Linked DNA regions of Callithrix jacchus: region 2 is linked to region 1. Evidence: chromatin contacts called from public Hi-C data. All regions are on one chromosome and are shown on one strand. Each heading gives the region's core, a stretch centred on a gene start, on an enhancer-like site or on the middle of the called end of the contact. The rest is flanking DNA. Distances are from core to core; before and after follow the strand shown.

The links. Hi-C and Micro-C count contacts between places; a contact is called where the count stands out from the background.
Region 2: a contact with region 1 is called in a Hi-C map of skeletal muscle, with 2.8 times the contacts expected there. The contact joins the promoter of LOC100390350 here to the promoter of VEGFA in region 1. A contact is called at or near these places in 2 of 3 Hi-C or Micro-C datasets (both in skeletal muscle).

What each region holds. Positions count from the first base shown.
Region 1 is chr4:52,240,051-52,245,844 of calJac240_pri, reverse strand. VEGFA (vascular endothelial growth factor A) reads right to left here and starts at 1,920. Exons shown (of 6, transcript XM_008994505.4): 1 at 813-1,920. The coding sequence starts at 878.
Region 2 is chr4:52,457,146-52,463,305 of calJac240_pri, reverse strand. LOC100390350 reads right to left here and starts at 3,634. Exons shown (of 7, transcript XM_078370688.1): 1 at 3,519-3,634; 2 at 3,134-3,208; 3 at 3,084-3,132; 4 at 2,124-2,198; 5 at 1,546-1,611; 6 at 1,496-1,543; 7 at 1-1,493. The coding sequence starts at 3,599. The coding sequence ends at 991. LOC144582335 (a long non-coding RNA gene) reads left to right here and starts at 1,834. Exons shown (of 3, transcript XR_013534812.1): 1 at 1,834-3,185; 2 at 3,504-4,829; 3 at 5,477-6,160.

The DNA.
Region 1 (5,794 bases), core at 671-3,170:
TCCGGATCCCCGGGCTGGGGCTACCTCAAGAGGTCACCTTCCCACGGAGGGCTGGCGGGGGGAGGGGTGCCGCTCGCCACTCCGGGCTCCCCATTCGGGCAGCCGAGGCTCGGGAAACACGCGGCCGGCCAGGCCCGGGCTGATGTAATCGGCTCCGCGCCGCGCGCGCCCGGCCGGGCGGGGGAGGGCGGGCACCGAGCGGGACGCGAGCGGGGACGGGCGGGGTTGGCGCGGCGCAGGTGGCCCAGCAGGGAGGGGGGGTCCCCGCAGCAATCCACCCCAAAACTTTTCCCAAACTCGCGGCAAGGGCCAAAGAGACCGAGTGGCAGTGACAGCAAGCCCCCTCTCCCTCCTGCGCCCTGCCCCCTCCACGCTCTCTACCCTCCCGCGGTCCAAGGTCCGAGCGCCCCCCTGCCCGCTGGTCTCTGGCTCCCGCCCTGGCTGCCTGGACTTCCAGATCGGCGGGGACCAGCGGCCGGGAGCAAACTTCAGCCGGCAGCAGCAACGCAAGCCCAGCCCCCTCGGCCTCCTCCTCCGGCTCCCGCCCTCGGCTGGTCGGCCCAGATCGTACGTGCGGTGACTCCGGTGGGTGGGCAGGGCCCGCGTGGGCGGTGAGCCTCTCTCCGGGTGCCCTCCCACCTAGCGCGCGCCCCCTCCCCCTGCACCTACGACGACAGAGGGGGACGCCGCGCGCCTGGTGCCCATGGACCCGCGTGGGGCACCGGGGCCCCACGCGCGCGCTCGCACGCACGTCCCCAGCCAGGAGAGGCGCTCGCAGCAGCCCGCGGCGCCAGGCGGGCACGGCCGCTTACCTTGGCATGGTGGAGGTAGAGCAGCAAGGCAAGGCTCCAATGCACCCAAGAGAGCAGAAAGTTCATGGTTTCGGAGGCCCGACCCGGGCCGGCGCGGCTCGCGCTCCCTCTCCGGCTCGGGCAATGGGGCTGCCCGCTCTCCTCGGCGCCTTGGTGAGCTTCTCTTCCTCCCCGGGCCGAGGCCCGGGCCAGGGCCTGGGGCGCGCGCGCGGCTGGAGCACTGTCTGCGCACACCGCCGCCTCACCCGTCCATGAGCCCGGCTTCCGAGCACCGAGTCGCCACCGCGGCCCCCTCTCCTCTTCCTTCTCTTCTTCCTCCTCCCCCTCCTCCGGCTGCGGCTCCTCCCGGCTGGAGCTAGCACTTCTCGCTGCTCCGCTCGGGTCGGCTTCCCCCGCGCGGACCACGGCTCCTCCGGAACGAGAACACCCCAGAAGTTGGACGAAAAGTTTCAGTGCGACGCCGCGAGCCCCGAGCCCCTCCACCCCGCCTCCGGGCGCGGGCTCCGGCCCCTGCCCGCCGCTCGCCGCAGCGTCCACTGTCTACCGCCGGCCAGGGAGGAGGTGGGCGCTGGGGCTGGGGGCGGTGTCTGTCTGTCTGTCCGTCAGCCCGACTGGTCCGCTGCGGGATCCCAAGGGGGAGGGCTCACGCCGCGCTCCGGCGGTCACCCCCAAAAGCAGGTCACTCACTTTGCCCCTGTCCCTCTCGCTGCTCGCACGCCCGCGCGCTCTCTCTGACCCCGTCTCTCTCTTCCTCGACTTCTCTCTGGAGCTCTTGCTACCTCTCTTTCCTCTCTCTGCTGGTTTCCAAAATCCACAGTGATTTGAGGGAGTAGAGCAATCTCCCCACACCGTCGGCAGGATTCAAGTGGGAAATGGCAAGCAAAAATAAATTAAAACGGGAAACAATACAGTTTTGAAAAAATGTTTAAGAAAAAAGAAGGAGGATAAACCCCGGATCAACGAATATCAAATTCCAGCACGGAGCGCCCTGGCCAGTGATCTGATGACCGGTCCACCTAGCCGCTGCGCTCCCTACAGAGCACCGGTGCCAGCCCCCCGCGCCTCGACCTCCAAGCTACCCGGCTGCCCCAAGCCTCCGCGATCCTCCGCTATCAACCGACTTTTATAAACCTAAAATTGGCTCCGCCCCTCCGGGACCCGCCCCGGGGGCGGGGACAGGCGAGCCTCGCCCCCTCCACGCGCGGCACAGACCCGGGCGCTGCGGACGCCCAACGAAGCCTGGCCCCCAGCCCGCTGCAATGAAGGGAAAGCTCGACCCCCACCAAGGTTCACAGCCTGAAAATTACCCATCCGCCCCCGGAAACTCTGTCCAGAGACACGCGCCTGCGGGGCATTGGCGAGGAGGGAGCAGGAAAGTGAGGTTACGTGCGGACAGGGCCCGAGAGCTATTCCCTCTTTGCTAGGAATATTGGAGGGGGCAGGGGAAGGCGGAGAGCCGGACAGGGACGGGTGCGGAGAGGGAAGCACAGATCTATTGGAATCCTGGAGTGACCCCTGGGCTTCTACCCGCTCCAACGCCCTCAACCCCTACACGCACACACTCACCCACATTGACACACACGTCCTCACTCTCGAAGACGCTGCTCCCGGTATTCACCCAGCTTCCCTGTGGTGGCCGAGCGCCCCCTAGTGACTGCCGTCTGCACACCCCAGCTCTGGCTAAAGAGGGAATGGGCTTTGGAAAGGGAGTGGGGGGAGTTTCCTCCTGACCGCCCCCCCCCACTTGTGACCTCTCAAACAGCTGCATGTTTGGGACTGGACTTGCTTCATGTACAGAGCCCAGGGCTGGGACAGGGGGCACAGTGTGTCTATCTGGACAATGTGCCATCTGGAGCCCTCATCTGGCCTGCAGACATCAAAGTGAGCAGCAGCCAACAGGCTGAAGTGACTGGGGTCCTTTGGGAAGTGTCCAGGGATGCCTCCCTGGGGAGAAGAATTTGGCACCAAGTTTGTGGAACTGAGAGCGGGAAGCAGTGTGGTTCCGGGGTTAGTCAGTGACCGGGAGGGAAGAGGACCTGTTGGAGCCCACGTATGCACTGTGGAGTCTGGCAAAACCCAAAGGGGGAGGCAGCTGGGCAGACAGAGGCCCTTGTTCCTGCTGCCCCCCCAACCCCAGATGTTGCCAGGGAACTGAGGCCAGGGGGCTGGTGGGGGCGGATGGAGGCCAGCGCCTGTGTGATGATTCAAACCTACCAGCCAACACTGAGGAACGTCTGCAGGCCAGCTGCCCAGAGCTCCCACCAGGCCAGGGGCCAGGGCTTTTATCAGCCCAAGCCCAGACTCATGGCTCATCTTCTGAACAGAATTGGGGGTTTCTTCTCAGCCCCCCATTCCCTCCGGATCCCTTGGCTACTTCTCCAGGCTCATAGCTTCTCCCCTCTCCTTCCCCCACTCCTCTCCCTTGCCTCCAAGCCCCTTTTTCTCGAACTCTCCACATCTTCCCGAAGTGCTCCCCAAGGCCCCCATCCCATTCTTGCATATAGGAACCAGCTTGGAAAAATTCCTGGCTGGGTTCTGACCCAGCTATTTCCAGGCTGCCCCAGCGAACAAAGTTAGGGCTCTAATGCCTGTGGGAAGAGTGGGACCAGTCACTCTGAATATCCACCCGGATCTGGCCAGGGTCTGCCCTGCAGCTGGCATAGCCTCTGTGGAGGCATGGACTGAGAATGAGAAGGCAGCAGTTTCCCTCAGTTTGACCAAAACGCTGTAAGGAGCTTATGCAGCCAGCCCTGTCCTCAACATATGGTGCTATGGTTTGGTGGAGATGCTAGGTTACCTCCACAGTACCCCAATTCCACCCCTGTGATGTCCTAAGGCCTCTATGGGGAGAGGAGCTGGCTCCCACCCACCGCATCTCTCCCTTCCCATACTTGATGCACTAGTCCTGTCTCCACCACTTGGCAGGCTCCCCAGCAGCAGGGACAAGGTCTTTTTACAGTTAGTAAATGTTTATTTCCTGGCTCAGGGCCCCCTCCCAGGCAGGCCTCCTCACCTGGGATCCATACTCTAGGCTGGGATATGGAAGGGAAGACACTAACTTTCCTCCTGTGTGCCTCTAACACCCCAAGACCACAAGCTGTAGGCACCTTGGCAGGGACCCCTCCCTCATCCCTACCTTGGGGCAGGATGGAGGCTCTGAGCCTTAAGGGCTCATTCTGGCCCCCTCCCTTGCATCCCTTCTCAACTCGACCTTCTTCAGCCCCTAGATAGGCAATGGCTCGAAAGAGCAGGTCTTAGTGAAAAACAAACAAACAAATCTTAACTTCAGAGTCAAGAGGAGGCTGGAGGGGTTCCAAGGAGGGATGCCATCACCTGTGACTCCATGGCCCCAGGTGCCCCATCCCTACAAGCCTGCTGTCCTCCATGGTGGTACCAGCAAGCTGTGTTGCAACACCTGTTTGTGTTTCCCTCTGTGGGCTTTGCCCAGGGATCCAGCGGGGTGAGGGCACAGAATTCCTTTTATATAAGGCTGGGATTGCAACCTGGCCTAGGGGTGTTTGAGCTACCTTCATTAGTGTGAGCAAGCATGGCCCACCTCCCCATTCATTTTGGAGATACAACCTGGCTGTGACCTGGAGGGCTTCACTCTGGATCCCATGCCCCAGTGAGTTGTCACCGGCATTCACAACAATGTACTCTTATGGACTTAGCCAATGCCCACATTGTCAACAAATTAAAAGCTCAAGTCACCTAGTCACCTGAGTCTTCAAAAAAGGGGAAAAGGCATCAAACAAGAATCACAAGACCACATGTATCTCTGTGGCACCTTCCCTTCCATGGGCTTAGCCCCTTGAACAAACTTGCTTCCACTTATCCTCACCTCCCCGCCAGGCTGCTGAAGGGCAGGGCATGTCAGAGCAAACTGTCTCCCCAGACAATCCTCCAAAGGCCCAGAAAGGGCACAAAGGGGCCCAGGGTCACCTAGCAAGTTGGGAGAAGGGGCAGTGAAGCAGACAGCAGTCCATACACAGGTCGTGCAGGCTCCCAGTTGAGGGGCCACCTTGGCCCCACTTGGAGGGCCTCACCTTGAGAGCGCGGTGGCCACAGCCTGTGGCTCTTAAGGCAGTTCAGAAGGCGCCAAGGAAGAAGGGGAAGGTGTTCCAGGCGAGGGGAAAGGGAAGAAGAGTGTGAAAGGCAGCCAGGAGCCAGCGGTGGCCTCAGACAATGGAAGTAGTGATTGGGCCAAGGCACAATAGTTGTACTTTGTCCTGATGTCCTGTCACCTCCAATATTCAGGGAAACTCTTGCCTGTGTGGGTGTGGGTGGTTAATCTAGAAGCAGGTGGATAAAGGGACAAAATCCCTCCTGAGACTGGAAAGAAGGTGAGGAGAGGGTCACTGCGTCTTGCTCTTTTCCACACATTTTTCCAAGGGGTTTCACTGCAATGGGAGGAAGTCTTGTCCTTCACTCCATCCCCAGGCCCCAGGTGACTAGCAGGACACTGGTCTGCAGGCACGGCTGATACAAACCTGCTGAACTGAAGGAGAGAGAATTGGGTTGGTCCCCTCAATTCCCTGACCCTGACGCACTGGCTCGCTCTCTCTCTTACTCTCTCTCTCTCTCCCCTCCTACACTTAGGTCGTTGGAACAATGCATTAAACAGACAAAGAGAAAGCAAAGAAGAGGGCCTCTTTTGTCCAGTGCCAATGTCCTAGCCTAGCCCCATGTGGATCTGGAGGTCTGACTTGAGGTGATGGTAGGTAACGATGGCCAATTGATACAAAAGACTGGAGTAGAGGAAGGCAAGAATAACTCACCCCAGAGGATCGGTCAGAAAAGGGGGAAGGAATAGGGAAGAGGAGCTAGTGGGAGAGAGGGCAGGGCACAGTCACCGTCTGGGGGAGCTCACCCACGCACAGCACCCCTAGGCCCATCAGCTGAGCCCCTGCCTCTCCTTCACGGACCCCAGTCTAATCCTCTGATGCTAGGCTGTCCCTATGAATTGCTTCTCCCCAAGAGCC
Region 2 (6,160 bases), core at 2,385-4,884, 220 kb before region 1:
TGACTTCAGAGCGCTCCCTGTGATGGAGAGTAATCCTCCCATATTCCCCCCTTCCCCAGCCCTTAACGAAATCCCAGTCTGGAGGGAGAGATCCAATTTCCTCTTCTCAAGCATGCTCTAGTCTCATGGCAGAAAAAGAGCTGCCATCCCTGCTGGAGAAAATACAGTCCACCCAAGTCGGACTGAAACTCAATATGACAAAAGGTAGTGTGGCGGGGTATCCGGGAGCATGTGCAGCCACCATGGCTACTGCATGTGGGCAACCTGACGATGACAAAGAGTGGGCTCCCAGAGACACTTGACTGGGTATGCTTACCAAGAAACGTACAGACCACAAAGGGGCAGCAGTCATGGGGACTGAGATCCTGGCCCTGAGGAAAAGGGTGAAGGCACGAGCCCAGTGGGCTGATCTAAATCAGGTCCAGCTTCACTGGGAGGGCAGTTGGAGAACCCATCTGCAGGCTCTCACATTCAGTCTAAAACCCGGTACTCATTGCAAGCCAAACAAAACCTCACTGAAGATTAAACGTGGCCTAGGGCCATGAGTCTGCAACCTCCTGGACCCCAGGAAAGAATTCCTGATAGAGGAGAGCTCTGAGCCTGATTTTGGGGAAGGAGCTGAGGGCCACGCTGCCCCTTTTATTCTGGCCTACAGGCCTGGCTTCTATCTTCAGGGCCTCTCTCACCCTACCTGACATGGGAGGCCAGAGCCACCCCACTCCTCACCAGCTCCCCTATGACCAGTAAGCCACAGCTGGCCAGCGGGCGGGGGCTCAGTGTCTGTGGTGGGGATGTCACCTTTCTTGGCAGGAAGGTAATTTCCCTGTCAGGGGAGGGAGCCCAATGTGCTGCTCATAAGGCCACTGTTAAATGAGCGGGTCTGGAAGTTCTGGTTGGACGGACTTTCCTTCCCTTCTCCGTGCCTTAAGTGCCAAGTGGGGGTACTGCTGCCCTGCGTGCCTTTGCCACTCCTCCCACTGAAGGCTAACTTCAACGAAATAGGTCTCTGGCCCCTCCCCAGTCTCTTCCCGCGGAGACCGTCGAGGTCTGTAAGTTTAGGGGAGTGGAGGGGCCGGCTTCGGTCTCCCCAAGTTCTGTCCCCCAGTCAGGCCTAGTAGCTCTCTTGGGACTGAGGGGCAGTCCCAGAGGGCTGCAGTCAGTGGTCCCGGGGGCCGCGAGGTGGGGGGAGGGGTGGCGAAGGGCGGGTTCCAGTGGCCTAATTAGGGCGCTTTGGCCCAGAGCCGCGGATGATAGCGGCGGTGGGTAATTAGAGCGCATTAGCCGTGCCCCTGCCATCCTGTCATTTCTCCTCGCGCCCGGGGTGTGTGGTAGGAGGCGAAGCGTTGCCGGCTCGGCTGAGTTAGACTCTCGGAAGCCCAGGAGGGGACGCGGGGGGCGGCAGAGGCCGCGAAGAAGGGACTCCCGCGGGGGAAGGCGCAGACGCCGTCCCCTGGGAGTCACCAGTCCCGGGCTCCTCGGCGCGCGCGCCCCGTCGGCGGCGGGAAGGGGGCGTGACCTGCGTCTCCTCTCGCCGCCGCCGCGCGCTCCTCCGCGACTTCCAGTCAGGCGTCTGCACCCAGCCACGTGTCCTGTCCCTGGTGCGCAGGTGGACTGGAAAAGAGGGAGGCAAACGCAGTGGACAGGCAGAGACCTCCCAAATCCCACGTGCCCCGAAGAATCAGAGACGGCTGCAGACCTAGGGCAGCCGTAGGAAAAAACGTCAGCCACATCTCGAGGGAGTGGGGTGGAGTGGGGCTTGCTCTAGCCGAGCCCTGACATCGATTCTGCGCGGGGCGGGGAGGGGAGTTTATTTATTAGCCAGATTAGCCAGCATTAATGGGGGAGCGGCGGCGGCGGGGACATAGTTGGCATAGCTGGCATAGCGGCGGGGCCTCCTGCGGCGCGGGGCTCCGCGGCTTCAAAGGGGTTTAAAGAGGCCCTTGGTGGCACTGCCACGGCCCCGCAGGGGAGGGCGTGGGCGCGGGCGGCGGGGGAGAAGGCGGCCATTGTGCACCGAGGGATTAAGGCTCTGGCCTGGAAGGAATTTTAAACTGCCGCGAGCCGGAGCCCCAGGACTCTCCTCCTGCCCCACCCCTGCCCTCCCGAGCACGCGGAGGTGTTACCTGCTTTCCCGTGTCTGGGGTGGAGGGGGTGTCCTCTCTCCTCCCTCAAACTGGAGGCACCTAGGGTTACCAGATTTGGCAAATAGTATAAGTCTGTCCCAAATATTGTATGAGACAGACTTATGCTAAAATATTATTCTTTGTTTATGTAATATTCAATGTAATTGGATATCCTGTATTTTTTTCCTGGCAGCCCTAGAGGCACTGACATGTCTAATCCATGTCTGGAAACAGATTGGTGGTTCCCGAAAACCCAGGGGATCTCCCCCATCTGAGAGATCCCTAAGGGCAGATGTCTTGTCTCTCCCCTCACACTGGGAGTTTCCTGAAGCCAGATGCTGTGTTTCACCCTAAAGAAGGGAGCTCTGAGAGCACTGTATGTGTCTCCCATCAGACTGGGAGCTTCCTGAGGACAGGGGCTAAATTTCACCCATGAAAGTAACACTTCAAGGTCAATGTCTGTGACCTGTGACACTGGGGTTTCCTGAGACTTGGTCTGTCTGCTTCCTAGAAGGCAAGCCTGTGTCTCCTCCCTCACCCCACACTCCCACATCCCCAACCACCCCAGGCTGCCGGAGGCTCCTCCTCCATTAGTGTTGCTTCCTACCCATAGGGGGTGCTAGGGGCCCAGTGGACTGACCTGCAGATGGATGGGACTTGCTTCTTGAGACTCGGGGCTTCAGTCCTCTGGGGTTGATGCACTTGGGAATATTGGGGGTGGGGTCCCCATCCTGTGAGGCGCCTGACCTAGTCATGGCCCTTGCTCAGGCAGTTGAGGGCCAGGTGTGCCAGGGCTGGAGGCAGTGGCCAGCATGTAAGAGAAGCACTGAGCACTGGGTACCCACTATTTCTTCCAGGAAGGGACAGTGTGACCCTTGGTTCAGAACATCCTGCCCACCTCCTAAGTATTGAAGCTAAGCCCCAGACCTCCATCAGCCTCACCAGACCCCAATGTCTAGCCTTTGCTTGAGCTGTTCTTTCTGTCAGAAACACTCTCTCTTCTTGCTTTTGAGGACAGCTGAAGTCTCACTAATTCTTCTGGATGCTCTGACCATCAGCAAGGTGGGCTGCTTGTGCCTGGGGGTCTTGGTGAAAAGAATCCTCCATCTGCTCCCTTCTTCCTCAACAACTTTGGCCAGAGGGGCCAAAGAGGGGGCTAAGGTGGGGGAGGGGAGAGACAGGAAGGTGGGGGGAGCATAGGCAGAAGGGGAGCAACAATAGGAACCTCTTTCCCCCCACCCCATCCCCCTGAAGCACCTTCCCAAATCCCTTCATCCCCTCAAGGCCTCTGAACTCTTTCCCCTTGAAGCTGAGCAAAGCTCTGGAGAAGCTCTTTCCCACGGTCACAGCCTCAACAATCCCCTGCCCCCTTCTTTGCAGCCACCTCAGTCTCACCCTCCGCAGAATGCAGGCCCACTCCGTTGCTGAAGGGCCTCCTCCTTGGGCCAGGGCGCCTGCTTCTGCCAGTGGCATCATCACCCCACTCCTCAACCACCAGTCATCAGGTTGGCAATTAGCTACTTCCTCTCAGCTGCATGAGGCCACCAAACGTCACAGCCCCTCCCCTGGCCTGGCACGGGAGGAGTGCTGGAGGGTGCCCCTTACCCTTTGTAGTCAGTGCCAAGTCCTGGCTCCTTCCCTACAACCTACTGAGTGCTAGGGTAATGAGCCTACCATCTAGGGAGCAGAAAGCCTTGCTGCCTTCTCCCCCCTTCAAACCTCCTCCACCATGTCACCCTATCCCATTGGGTGAGGACACTCCCACTGCCTGGGTGGGGTGATGCCTGCTCAAGGGCACTAGCAGCCTGGGCAGGGCTTGAGACTCTGGTGTCTCTGTCCCCAGTCAGAGGCGGTTTGCACCAGGCCCTTACCTGGAGGCCAGGAGTCTGAACTGAAGATGCTGGCAGTTATTTGGGAAGGGGAGAGAAATGGGGTGTCATTCTACAGACCCCCAAACATGCAGCGGGCAGGCCCTTCATTCACCTGTGTCTAGGCACACACACAGATACACCCTATGCAATGTATGTTCCCCTGAACTGTACCCACATGTGCCCCTGGTTGGCAAGTAAGCCCACTTGCCCAGACACCCCTTATGCCCAGACACCCCTCCTCCAGGTGCGTGCGTGCAAACCCACTGACATACAGTACTCAAAAAGGCAGTGAGCTTGCTGGCACACCAAAAACAAAACCAGGACCCCACAGAGGAATCCAGAAGCATGGGAGGGGAGGAGAGACCACCCGCAACACTCGGTACCCACAGACCAGGGAATCTTCCTGGGGAAGGATGGGAGGAAGACTGTACTTAAGGGTATGTGTGGGGTGCACAGGTGGGCCTCAGTGGCAGCCGTTGTGGTTTGAGTCTGAGGTGGGGGCGAAAGATATGGATTTCTGGAGATAACTGAAAATTTTCAACACATATAAACAAAGGGGTGTAATCTTGGGCAGATCACTTAACTCCTTGAGGTCTCAGGGACTGCATCTGTAAAATGGGAATAATGAGAACACCATTTAAACTTGGTTGTGAAGTTTATTTCATTTTAATTAATCAATTTCTGGAGACATGGTCTCACTTTGTCACCACAGCTAGAGTGCAGTAGTGCAATCATGGCTCACTGCAGCCTTGACCTCCTGCGCTCAAGTGATCCTCTTGCCTTAGCCTCCGAAGTGGCTAGGACTACAGATGCTACTACCTGGCTGGCACAATAGGTAACTGAGTGCTGACTTTTATCCCTGGGAATGGAGGAGTCACGCAGTGCCTCTCTGTCCAGGCAAATGGGATATAAGGGTCAGGAGCTTGGGTGGAGGGGCTTCTAGGAATATTCCCGGGGACAGGCACTGCTGTCAGGAGCTACTGCCTGGGCCTACCAGCCTGTACCCTAGCTCAAAAAACATATTTGTCCTTGTTTCTCAGAGTCTGTATCCACCAGCTACTCTTCCAGATTCATGAGGCAAGGCCTGCCTGTTCACCTGGCTGGCCCCAAGCATCTCTTCAACCCGCTATCACCATCCTGCCTTGCCGCCCTTCTCAGATTCCAGCTCATCCAGCAGGGTCTCCAAGTCATAGAAATAGAAGCACGTACACACACACGTACTCATATACACACACCTACAGCCACATAAGCACACCCAGAAGCACCATCGCAGACATGTTCTCACAAGCACGTGCACATAACACATTAACTGCCCCTCACACTTATACACACGAATACACACACACTTATGCACTCCTAACCCCCAGTACCTGGGGATGCGACCTTAGTTGGAAACAAGGTATTCGTAGATGTAATCAAATTAAGATGAGATTGCACCGGATTAGACTGGGCCCTAAATCCAATGACTGGTGTCTTTTTAAGGAGAAAAAGATTTGGAAACAGAGACATGGAGACACAGATAAGAAGGTCATGTGAGGATGGAGTCAGAGATTGGAGTGATGCAGCTACAAGCCGAGTAATACCAAGGTGCTGGCAGCCACCAGAAACAAGGAGAGAAGCATGGAACAATCTCCATCAGAGCCTCCGGCAGAAAGACTCTGTCAACACCTGGAGTTCAGAATTTCGCATCCTTCACTGTGAGAGAATACATTTCCGTTGTTTTAAACCACTGAGTCACCAAGTCTGTGGTTATGTGTTGTGGTAGCCCCAGGCAACAAATCCAATCTCTCTCTCTCTCTCTTTCACACACACACACACACACACACACACACACACACACACACACACACACAGCTGGCTCCAGGCTCAGTGATGCAGCGGAGTTCCCCTTGGGAGCTGCTCTTTCTGTCTTCCTTCCTTTGTGGTTGGTCCAGTGGATCCACAAAAGCCATGGCCCAGAGCAGGAGCTCAGTCATTTTTAATTCCTCTTTCCTGGAGTTCTTAACCATGTGTTGCCCACAAAATCTGCTCTCAGGATTTGGGTTGCCATGTTTAGGAGCACCAGAAAACATAGAGGAATGCTGTGGCTGCTTTCATCATATTAATGAAAAATTGTAAACCACCTAAATAGCCCAGAATAGGTAAACAAATTGAGGCATATCCAGT